Linked DNA regions of Mus musculus: region 2 is linked to region 1. The links are chromatin contacts, called in public HiChIP or PLAC-seq maps. All regions are on one chromosome and are shown on one strand. Each heading gives the region's core, a stretch centred on a gene start, on an enhancer-like site or on the middle of the called end of the contact. The rest is flanking DNA. Distances are from core to core; before and after follow the strand shown. Region 1 holds the start of Puf60 (poly-U binding splicing factor 60). Region 2 holds the start of Cyhr1 (cysteine and histidine rich 1).

What was found. HiChIP or PLAC-seq counts read pairs in DNA pulled down with a chosen protein or histone mark.
Region 2: an H3K27ac HiChIP or PLAC-seq map of extraembryonic endoderm stem cells shows a contact between it and region 1, with 5 times the contacts expected there. The contact joins the promoter of Cyhr1 here to the promoter of Puf60 in region 1. A contact is called at or near these places in 1 of 484 Hi-C or Micro-C datasets (neutrophils), 3 of 115 datasets of contacts at active chromatin or transcription factors (bone marrow-derived macrophages, extraembryonic endoderm stem cells and pancreatic cancer cells) and 1 of 9 other capture datasets (liver).

Annotation. Positions count from the first base shown.
Region 1 is chr15:76,078,968-76,083,152 of GRCm38.p6, reverse strand. It overlaps Puf60 (poly-U binding splicing factor 60), which reads left to right and starts at 2,207. Exons shown (of 12, transcript NM_028364.2): 1 at 2,207-2,303. The coding sequence starts at 2,280. Gm48952 (a long non-coding RNA gene) reads right to left here and starts at 627. Exons shown (of 2, transcript XR_003951572.1): 1 at 514-627.
Region 2 is chr15:76,654,956-76,659,140 of GRCm38.p6, reverse strand. It overlaps Cyhr1 (cysteine and histidine rich 1), which reads left to right and starts at 2,247. Exons shown (of 4, transcript NM_001357882.1): 1 at 2,247-2,781. The coding sequence starts at 2,425.

The DNA.
Region 1 (4,185 bases), core at 958-3,457:
AACACCAAGCTAACAACCATAATATTTATGCAGAGGAGCTAGCATAGGCCCTGTGAGGCCAGCTTAGCTGATTCTGTGGTTACAAATCTCCAATTTTAGGCTCCGTTTGGCTGTGGGTCTCCGCATCTGTTCCATCAGCTGCTGGCAGGGGTACATAGAATCACACTGGAGGCAGAGACAGGTGGATCTGAAAGTTTAAGGCCAACCTGATCTTTTTTTTTTTTTTTTTTTTTTTTTTTTTCTGAGACAGGATCTCCCTATATAGTCATGACTATCTTGGAATTTGCTTGGAACTCAGTGGAAAGGTAGACCAGCAGGGCCTCCAACTCACAGAGATCCACCTTGCCCATGCTTGGAACAGGCACTCAGAAGCAGTGCTTGTTAAAAACCATTGACTCTTCACTTTTGACTCACAAGATACCTAAAGCAGCCAAATACTGTCATCATGCAGTCTGATCTCTGGCTAGTTCTAGAGAAGACAGATTCAACATTTCAGAGTTTTTATCAGCTTACCAAAGATTTTTCTGAAAAGCAAGGTCCATCACTATCAGAGGGTGGTGCCTGGGGTTCCCCCTGGTGGTGGTGGTGAGACCCAGCCCACTCAACATCCTGTGTGTGTGTGTGTGTGTGTGTGTGTGTGTGTGTGTGTATTTTCAGAGTCTCTAGTGGGCCCATCTAATTCTAATTCTTGAAGAATATTGGCCAATGTGATTATCGCTTGTTTTCTTGAAACTTTCAACTTTATGGGTTTTCTGTTTTGTGTTTTGAGACAGGATCTCTCTATGTAGTCTTGGCAGTTGCTTGGAACTACTTGGAAAGGTAGACCAGGTTGGCTTCCAATTCACAGAGCTTCTCCTTGCCCCTGCCTCTGGAGTGCTGGGATCACAGGTATATGCCACCACACATAGCTCAACTTTATTTTTCAACTTATCGAATCGCTCATTTGCAGATTTTGTTTTGTTTTTTTTTGGGGGGGGGGTGTTTTTCCAGACAAGAGTTTCTCTGTGTAGCCCTGGCTGTCCTGAACTATGTAGACCAGGCTGGCCTCGAACTCAGAAATCTGCCTCTGCCTCCCAAGTGCTGGGATTAAAGGAGTGCACCACCAACACCTGGCCGTTTTAATTTTTCTCTTTTTTAAATGGGGAAATCTAAGTTCATGATCTTTATTTTCTTGTTTGGGGGATGCAACATCTTTAGGTATCTTCCATTTCCTTTGTTGTCTTGGTTTCTTTTCATGCTCTTCTGCTTGGTGATTCTGGCTGGCCACTTTTGCTTAAGAGTGAGATGCTAAGCTGGGTCTCAGCGCTTCGTTCCCAGGAGGAGCTAATCTCCAGGCACTGTTGGCAGAGCCAGAACGACTAGTAACCTGTATTAGGGATAGAAGTCTGGAGGCACCTACTTTTTTTTTTTTTTTTTTTAAACTATCTGCACATTTTCGGAGAATTCAAGACACAAGCATCACACACCAGCCTGCTAAGGCCCTCCCCTGGCTCCCCAGCATTCCACTTCTCTGCCCACTTAGGTTTGCTTTCAGTAGAGCTTTTTCCTGTTTAAAGGGGGTACCGAGGGGGAGGAAAATATTCTGCCATGTTTTGCTAAAGATCTCTATATTAAAGTCTGAAAACCCGAGGGGTGGAAAACGAGAATGGCTATCCGGTGGAGTTTGAAGGTGCCTGAGCTTACAGATGTGGTTGGTGCCTTGCAGGCAGCCTTACGGCCACAAAGCCCAGATGAACTACATATTTACACATAGCTCAGGACTTGGGGACTAACGTACACATTTATGCCCACAGGACAATAACCACAGGACAGGCTGGGGAGCCATCTTTTGGGGGCCATCTTCGTGTCAACGGCTATTTTCTCACTAGGAAAGAGACCATATTTCAAAATGAATGAGGATTCCTGACTTTAGATGGACAATGCAAAGGACGATGCATCAGTCTTTTTGTCTTCTGTCTCCGCAGTCTACGAGCTTTCAGCGAGTGGACTCAACTAAAATAGGGTGGTAGGAAAAGAGGCAGACGGAACTGACTCAAAAATGTCGACCCCCCCCCCCCCCGACCAGGGGAGGGCTCTCCGGGTCGCCACTCCAAAACCCCGGCCCGCCCCGTCCTCCTCCGGTACATTAACGGCCTGCTCCGCCCCGGAAATGCGTTTCGGTCTCCGCTCTCGTAGCTATGCCGTACGTCGCGAGATTTCCGCGTCCGACGCCCAGATCGCGCGAGACTGCGGAGGGAGCTGATGCTTGTGGCGCGCGCGGCGGCCGCGACGGACGCAAGATGGCGACGGCGACTATAGCTCTCGTAAGTGAGTCCCTCGCGGCCAGGGGGCGGCCCTCAGCTCGGAGGAGTGAGTCGTCGGCTGGGACAGGGTGCGGAGGGGACCCTGGGTGCGCAGCGGCCCGACCCGGACCTCGTACGGACTTTACCGTGGTCCCCGGCACGCGGGGCGGAGGCGGAGCGGGAGCGCGCGGCTGCGGCCACGGCTGGGGCTCGACTGCAGCTTCCGGCTCGAGGACTCCAGTTTCCGGCAGCTGGGCGGGGTGGGCCGGCCGCGGAGCTGCCCTGCTGGATCCCCGCGGGGCGGTCCTGTCTGCCGAGACTGGGCGACAACTGTCTAGGCGTCCGGTGGCATTAGGGTGTCCTGGTGCCTGCTCCAGACCCGCGCGGCTACGCCCCGTGTTGGGGACGCGGAAGGGGCGGACCCGTTAGCATTTGCTCTGCGCCATGGTGCAGAGACGAGGGTTTCCCGTTCCGTTAACACGCAGGAGGGGAAGAGCATCTCTCCCAACCCCCATTCCCCTCCACACCTTTCAAACAGCCATTCTGTCACTGCCTCTGTGGGGAACCCGACAGCCGGTGCCTGCCTCGGTCACTGGTCCGGGTGGGCATCATAAGACTTTGCTAACCCCCTTGTCTTGGGCTGGACGCTCCAAGGGCTGAACTTGGTTCTGCCCTAGTCAGTCGGGAATGTTCCTTGAATGGCTACCACCAGGAGTTCCTTCAGGGACTATTTATCTCTTGGACCTAACCCCACTGCAATCCAGACTTTTGTTAGCCGCCACCCTCACTCAGAGGGGATGAAGCAAGGGCTGAGACCACTTAAGCCCTAGGTGCCTGGAGGCCAGCCGTAGGGTAGGGTCGAGTAGAGTACACACAGGCTGCCATTCCTCAGCCTTAGCTGGGAACTGCACCTTCATAATGGGAGAGGGGCACTTGCTCCAGCTTGTGAGGGGTGGATCTAGTATGTCTTGCTCACATCAGGGCTAACTTCAAAAGAAAAAAAAAAAAATTCCTGCTTCCGCTGCTTGACGCTATTGGTGTAAATGGTCTTTTCGGAAAGACAACCAGAGAGTTGAGGAGTTGATGACTGCCCTTAGGTGGCTGTCAGATGATAGAAGAAAGGGTGAGGGCAGAGTATAAAATACTTTAAACAGCACTGGAGGAGAGTGGATGCCTCATTTCTGGGTAGCCCCTGTTGTTCATGCAGACTGAAAGGTTAGCGCGATGCTAGACAGATAGTGTCATTATTGAGATGGTCTCGAGCAGTAAGTCTCACCACTGAAGCCGTCTTTGCCAGCATTTGACCACAAGGCCCCCGAGAATTGTCTCTCTCTCTCTCTCTCTCTCTCTCTCTCTTTCTCTTGTTTTGCTGCATCCACAGTGCTCAGTACAAGCCTGGCTACCCAGGAAGTAGCACTACACCCTGTGAAGGGACCTGAACAGATGGAAGACAGCGTCCTTCAGCCAGTCCTATTCTTGGGGTCTGGCACTGCTCTCAATGGTACTAATGTTGCTAGAACCTGTGGCTTACTTTCCATATGCAGACTTAAGGGACTTCATGGAAATTGATTCCATAAATCTTCGCTGCTGCCTGAGAAATAGGCCATGCCCCTGCACAGGAAGAGCCTCAGGACTAGATTTTAGGTGATTTGCTCAGGGTATTTAATATGTTGTGTAATGGAAATAACTCTTTATTCTGAGCTGGTGAAGGGCAGAGCTTGGCTTGCGTACCTGAGACACTCAGCAGCAAATAAATCCCTCAAGGGACCTCCCCCTCTCTGGATGCACCATGGCTGAGGTACACATTAGTGACCAGCTGTGATAACAAGTGATAGTTTCTCTAGGCTCTCCCAGTGACTGGTTAGAACAGAATTTTAGACTCTGTATGGGAGAACTTTCTGCG
Region 2 (4,185 bases), core at 998-3,497, 580 kb before region 1:
ACTCACTTTGTAGACCAGGGTGGCCTCGAACTCAGAAATCCGCCTGCCTCTGCCCCCTGAGTGCTGGGATCAAAGGTGTGTGCCACCATGCCCGGCTACAGGTGAATATTCTTACTTTCACAAACTATGTAGATCCCTCCACTAGAAAGAGGATGATGCTCCTCCCATGGGAGGCTGGGACTCCTTAACAGTCCCAAACTCTTTCCTACTTAAAAGTGGCTGCTTTTAAATGGCTTCTTTTCCCTTAACGTGTCTCTCTTTCCCGGTGTCAACAGTCCAGTCGAGGAGCAGCTGCCGGCTTCCTGCTCCAGACCTTTGCTGCCATCATTATGTTGGCCCCAGGGCCGAGCACACATGAAGACTGTCTCGCTGGAGCTTGGGTTGCCACAGTCATCGGTCTGCCTCTTCTGGCCTTCGATTTTCACTGGGTGAATGGGGACCGCTCTTCTGCCAACCTGCTTCTGGGAGGAGGCATGGTGCTGGCAGTGGCTGGTGATCACCTGGGCCCTGAAGGGTGCTCTGTCGCTGGGCAGGCAGTACTGCTGGTGGTTGCAGTGACCATCCTTATTGTGGCTGTTTTCACAGCTAACACTTACGGGATGTGGGGGGGTACCCTGCTGGGTGTGGCAGGCCTCTTGAGCAGGCTGGAAGAAGACAGGCTGCTACTGCTGCCAAAGGAGGATGTCTGTCGTTGGGCCCTGGCTGCAGGTAGTTGGGCCTATTGCAGGGCCCTGCACACACAGCGCCTGCAGTGGGAGTGATTGTAGCACTGATTGGGGCTTCTGTGCCAGGTACTACTATGCCTCCTACCTGCCCACATGTAGAGCCTGTTATAATTTTACTAATGGGCAGAGCTTGGGTGCTATCCCTTCTCTAGTCATGCATGTGTGGAAGTTTACCTAAACCAGAATGCTAACAACAGGTCTTCAGGACACTTGGGGCCTGGGAGGAACATGGTTGTGAGTCAGAGACCTGATTTCCAATAAACGTAAGGAATATACAGGAGTATGGAATTTGTTTATTCTTGAGCTAGCTTCCTAAGGCCTGTAAGGTGATTTCCCTGAGTAAAGGAGTGGGGGATGGGCTGTAAGTAGCAGAAGGTATTATTCACTTTGGCATCCTGGTAGACTTGCCAAGAGAACCCCCAGAGTGCCAGGCATGGTGGTGCAGGTCTTTAATTCCAGTTGGGAGGCAGAGACAAGCAGATCTCTGTGAGTTGTGGGTGGCCAGGCTGGCCTACATAGTGAGTTCCAGAATGGCCAGTGCAACATATAGTGAGACCCTGTATCAAAAAAAGAAAGAAAGAAAAGAAAAAGAAGAAAGAAAAACATTTTTAAAAAAGAAAAGAGAAAAAAAAAAACCAACTTCCCGTGAGAAGAGAGTTTTGGGCCTTGGTTTCCTGGGACACAGTAAATTTGCATATATCCTTGGTGGACCTGGCAGGTGGCCCTCTGGGGCAATGACCTTCACAAACTGATGGCTGTTTTCATAAAGGGCAGAAGAGTGCTATACCCTCAGCGATTCCCAGAAATTGCACATCTCTCTGGACTGACTTGATTACTACCTGTTTGACACCCTCTTGTCTGTGCAAGACATACCTTATAACTTAAAACCCCCTCTTTCTTCTATTCCAACTCTTTCTTTCTTCTACTCCAACTCTTTCTTTCTCCAACTCTGAGGTTGGGACGAAAGAGGTGGGTTAGGGAGTGAACCCAATAATCCTTCGCTGTTCCTGTACTTGCATCTTGTTGACCTTTATACCGTCGCGCAAGAGTGGTGGTAGGTGCGTTTTTCAAGATCCTGCTCTAATACTCCGGTCAGCTAGGCCAGAGCCTTGCACACACAAGCCCGAATTTCTGTACACATTGGCACAGGCATCCCCCCCCACCCCCCGCGCGCGAGCGCGACATGGGAGGCTTAGGGGCGCTTTGCACTCTCGAGGAGTCTGAAGTCTGGGGGCCTCTCCAGACCCCGAAGCTGATGGTACCTCTCCAAGGGCGGACTCCCCAAATCCCCCCACCCCCCGCCCTTCTCCGGATCCCCTCCTGGACCCCACCCCCTTCTGTTCACCTTCGAGGGTGGGTGGGCTCTCTGGCGTCCTCGCTCGTCCATTGGAGGTGGCCGCCGCGTCGTCTTGGCCCTCGCGGCGCTTCCATTGGCTTGCGCGAGGCCCACGTGATCAGGAGGGCGAGGGGGCGGTGGCGTGGGGGGGGGGTCCGCAGCGAAAACAAAGATGGCGGCCGCGCCGGGGTTGGTGGCCGGGGCGGCTGCGGGCCGACGGGCGGGCCAGGCCCACTGAGGCAGCTGCACGGTGGGCAGGCTGCGGGGTCGCCGCGGCAGTGAGAAGCCGGCAAGGGCGCGCGGCGACCCTAACTTCCAGCCGGCGAGCGCGCCGGCACCCGCCCGCCGGGCCGGCCGGCCGTGATGTCCGGCGCCGAGGAGGCCGGCGGGGGTGGCCCGGCTGCAGGGCCCGCGGGTGCCGTGCCGGCCGGGGTCGGGGTAGGGGCCGGGCCTGGGGCTGCCGCGGGGCCGGCTGCGGCGGCTCTGGGCGAGGCGGCGGGGCCCGGGATCCCGGACGAGGCGGCCCTGGCCGGCGCTCGGCAGCTGCAAGAGGCGGCCGGCGACCCCGACGCGCCGCCCAAGAAGCGGCTGCGGGCGGCCGAGGCAGCCGAGGCGGCGGCGGCGGCAGTGGCAGCGGGCAGTGGAAAGCTGGAGGAGCGTCTCTACTCGGTGCTGTGCTGCACCGTGTGCCTGGACCTGCCCAAGGCTTCCGTGTACCAGGTAGGGCCGCCGGCCCGGCCCGGCGCCGCGTTGCCTGGAGGCCTGTGGCCGGTGGCCGGGAATCCTTCCTATCCAAACATCCACCTTCCAGGTCTACGAAACCCCGCTCCTGTCTCTCGAGGCTCCTTATCCTTTCTTGCTCTGAATCTCATTTTCTGTGTTCGATGGTACCCTTTACTCCCCAGTCTGAATTTCCATTCTCCTCCGTAGATCTCTTCACCTTCTGGTTCCTCCAGGGTGCCTCCTTGATAGATTCCACATTCTTTTCAGCTGACCATGTAGAGATCTGTGAACAGGTACCCACCCTTTTCTACTGCTCATCAATACTGTCCCTCACTTCTAGACCCCTGGGTGAAGAAACTTCTTTCCTGGAGACAGGGCTCCAATTCTGGCAGCCACACCCCCAAAAGTGTCCTTCCATATCTGAACAACTAAGTAAATCTTCTTTTGTGCCCTGGGGAGTCAGTCCTGTGTCCTTCTGAAGACCTGGAAGAAAGGAGGGCCTCTCATCCCTTCTCAGTTCTGATCTGGAGGAAGCAATCCGCAACAAACTTTACTGTCAGGGTACTTTCTCCTGCCCCAGCCTAGCCAGTATTTCTATTCGGGGCCACCTCACCCATACCAAGCTGGCTTCCAAGGTTGCCAGTATCCAGGAACTTTGTCCTGCCTTCCCACTTGAAGACCCAGCATGCCAGTCAGTCTCAGAGTCCTGGTCTGTGTGGGTCTAACATGTCCTCTTCCAGGTAAAAGAGAGCAGACCTCTGGTTCAGTGGGAAATGTCTGTCCACCTTCCCCTGGTCTTTCTGCCTCAGTTCCCAGCCTCTTTGAAAAACAGAGCAGAGTCTCTTGTCAGCTTTCTTTGTACTTTCAGGAGCTAAAAGTGGCTGGTGGGGCCTGTTTCCCTGCTTTTCTTTACACAGAAGACCTGGCTGAGGGCCAGTAGAGGTCTAGTCTGTGTAGCCGTTTCCCTCTCCTTTGGATCTCCGTGTTCTTTCTGCCTTGGCTTGTGGTTTTGAGGTGGTGTGGGGTGATCCTGATGACCTGGATGGGGCAGTCACCCTCCTAGGTGTTAGGCCGGGCGAACTGGAGACAAGTTTCCCACAGCTGCTGATTCTAGCACCGGTATTTACCTCTCATTTTAGGGGCCATCAGAACCTGCTCACAGCTAGCCTTTTTCTTGTCTTGGCTTCTCGGCCCTTCTTAGTGGGGGGAGTTCTTCCTTTCCTAGGATTTCGTGAGAATCCAGCAAGACAGGCCAATGGAAGGGGGTCCCAAGGAATTCAGGGGTTTCCCAGTTGGTCCTGGCATGATGGTAGGCCACATGGCATTGGCTCCTGGTCTACACAGAGAGCCACAGTTCTGCTTCTGCCCAAAGTGGCTAATGAGACTAGCTGGTTCAAACCA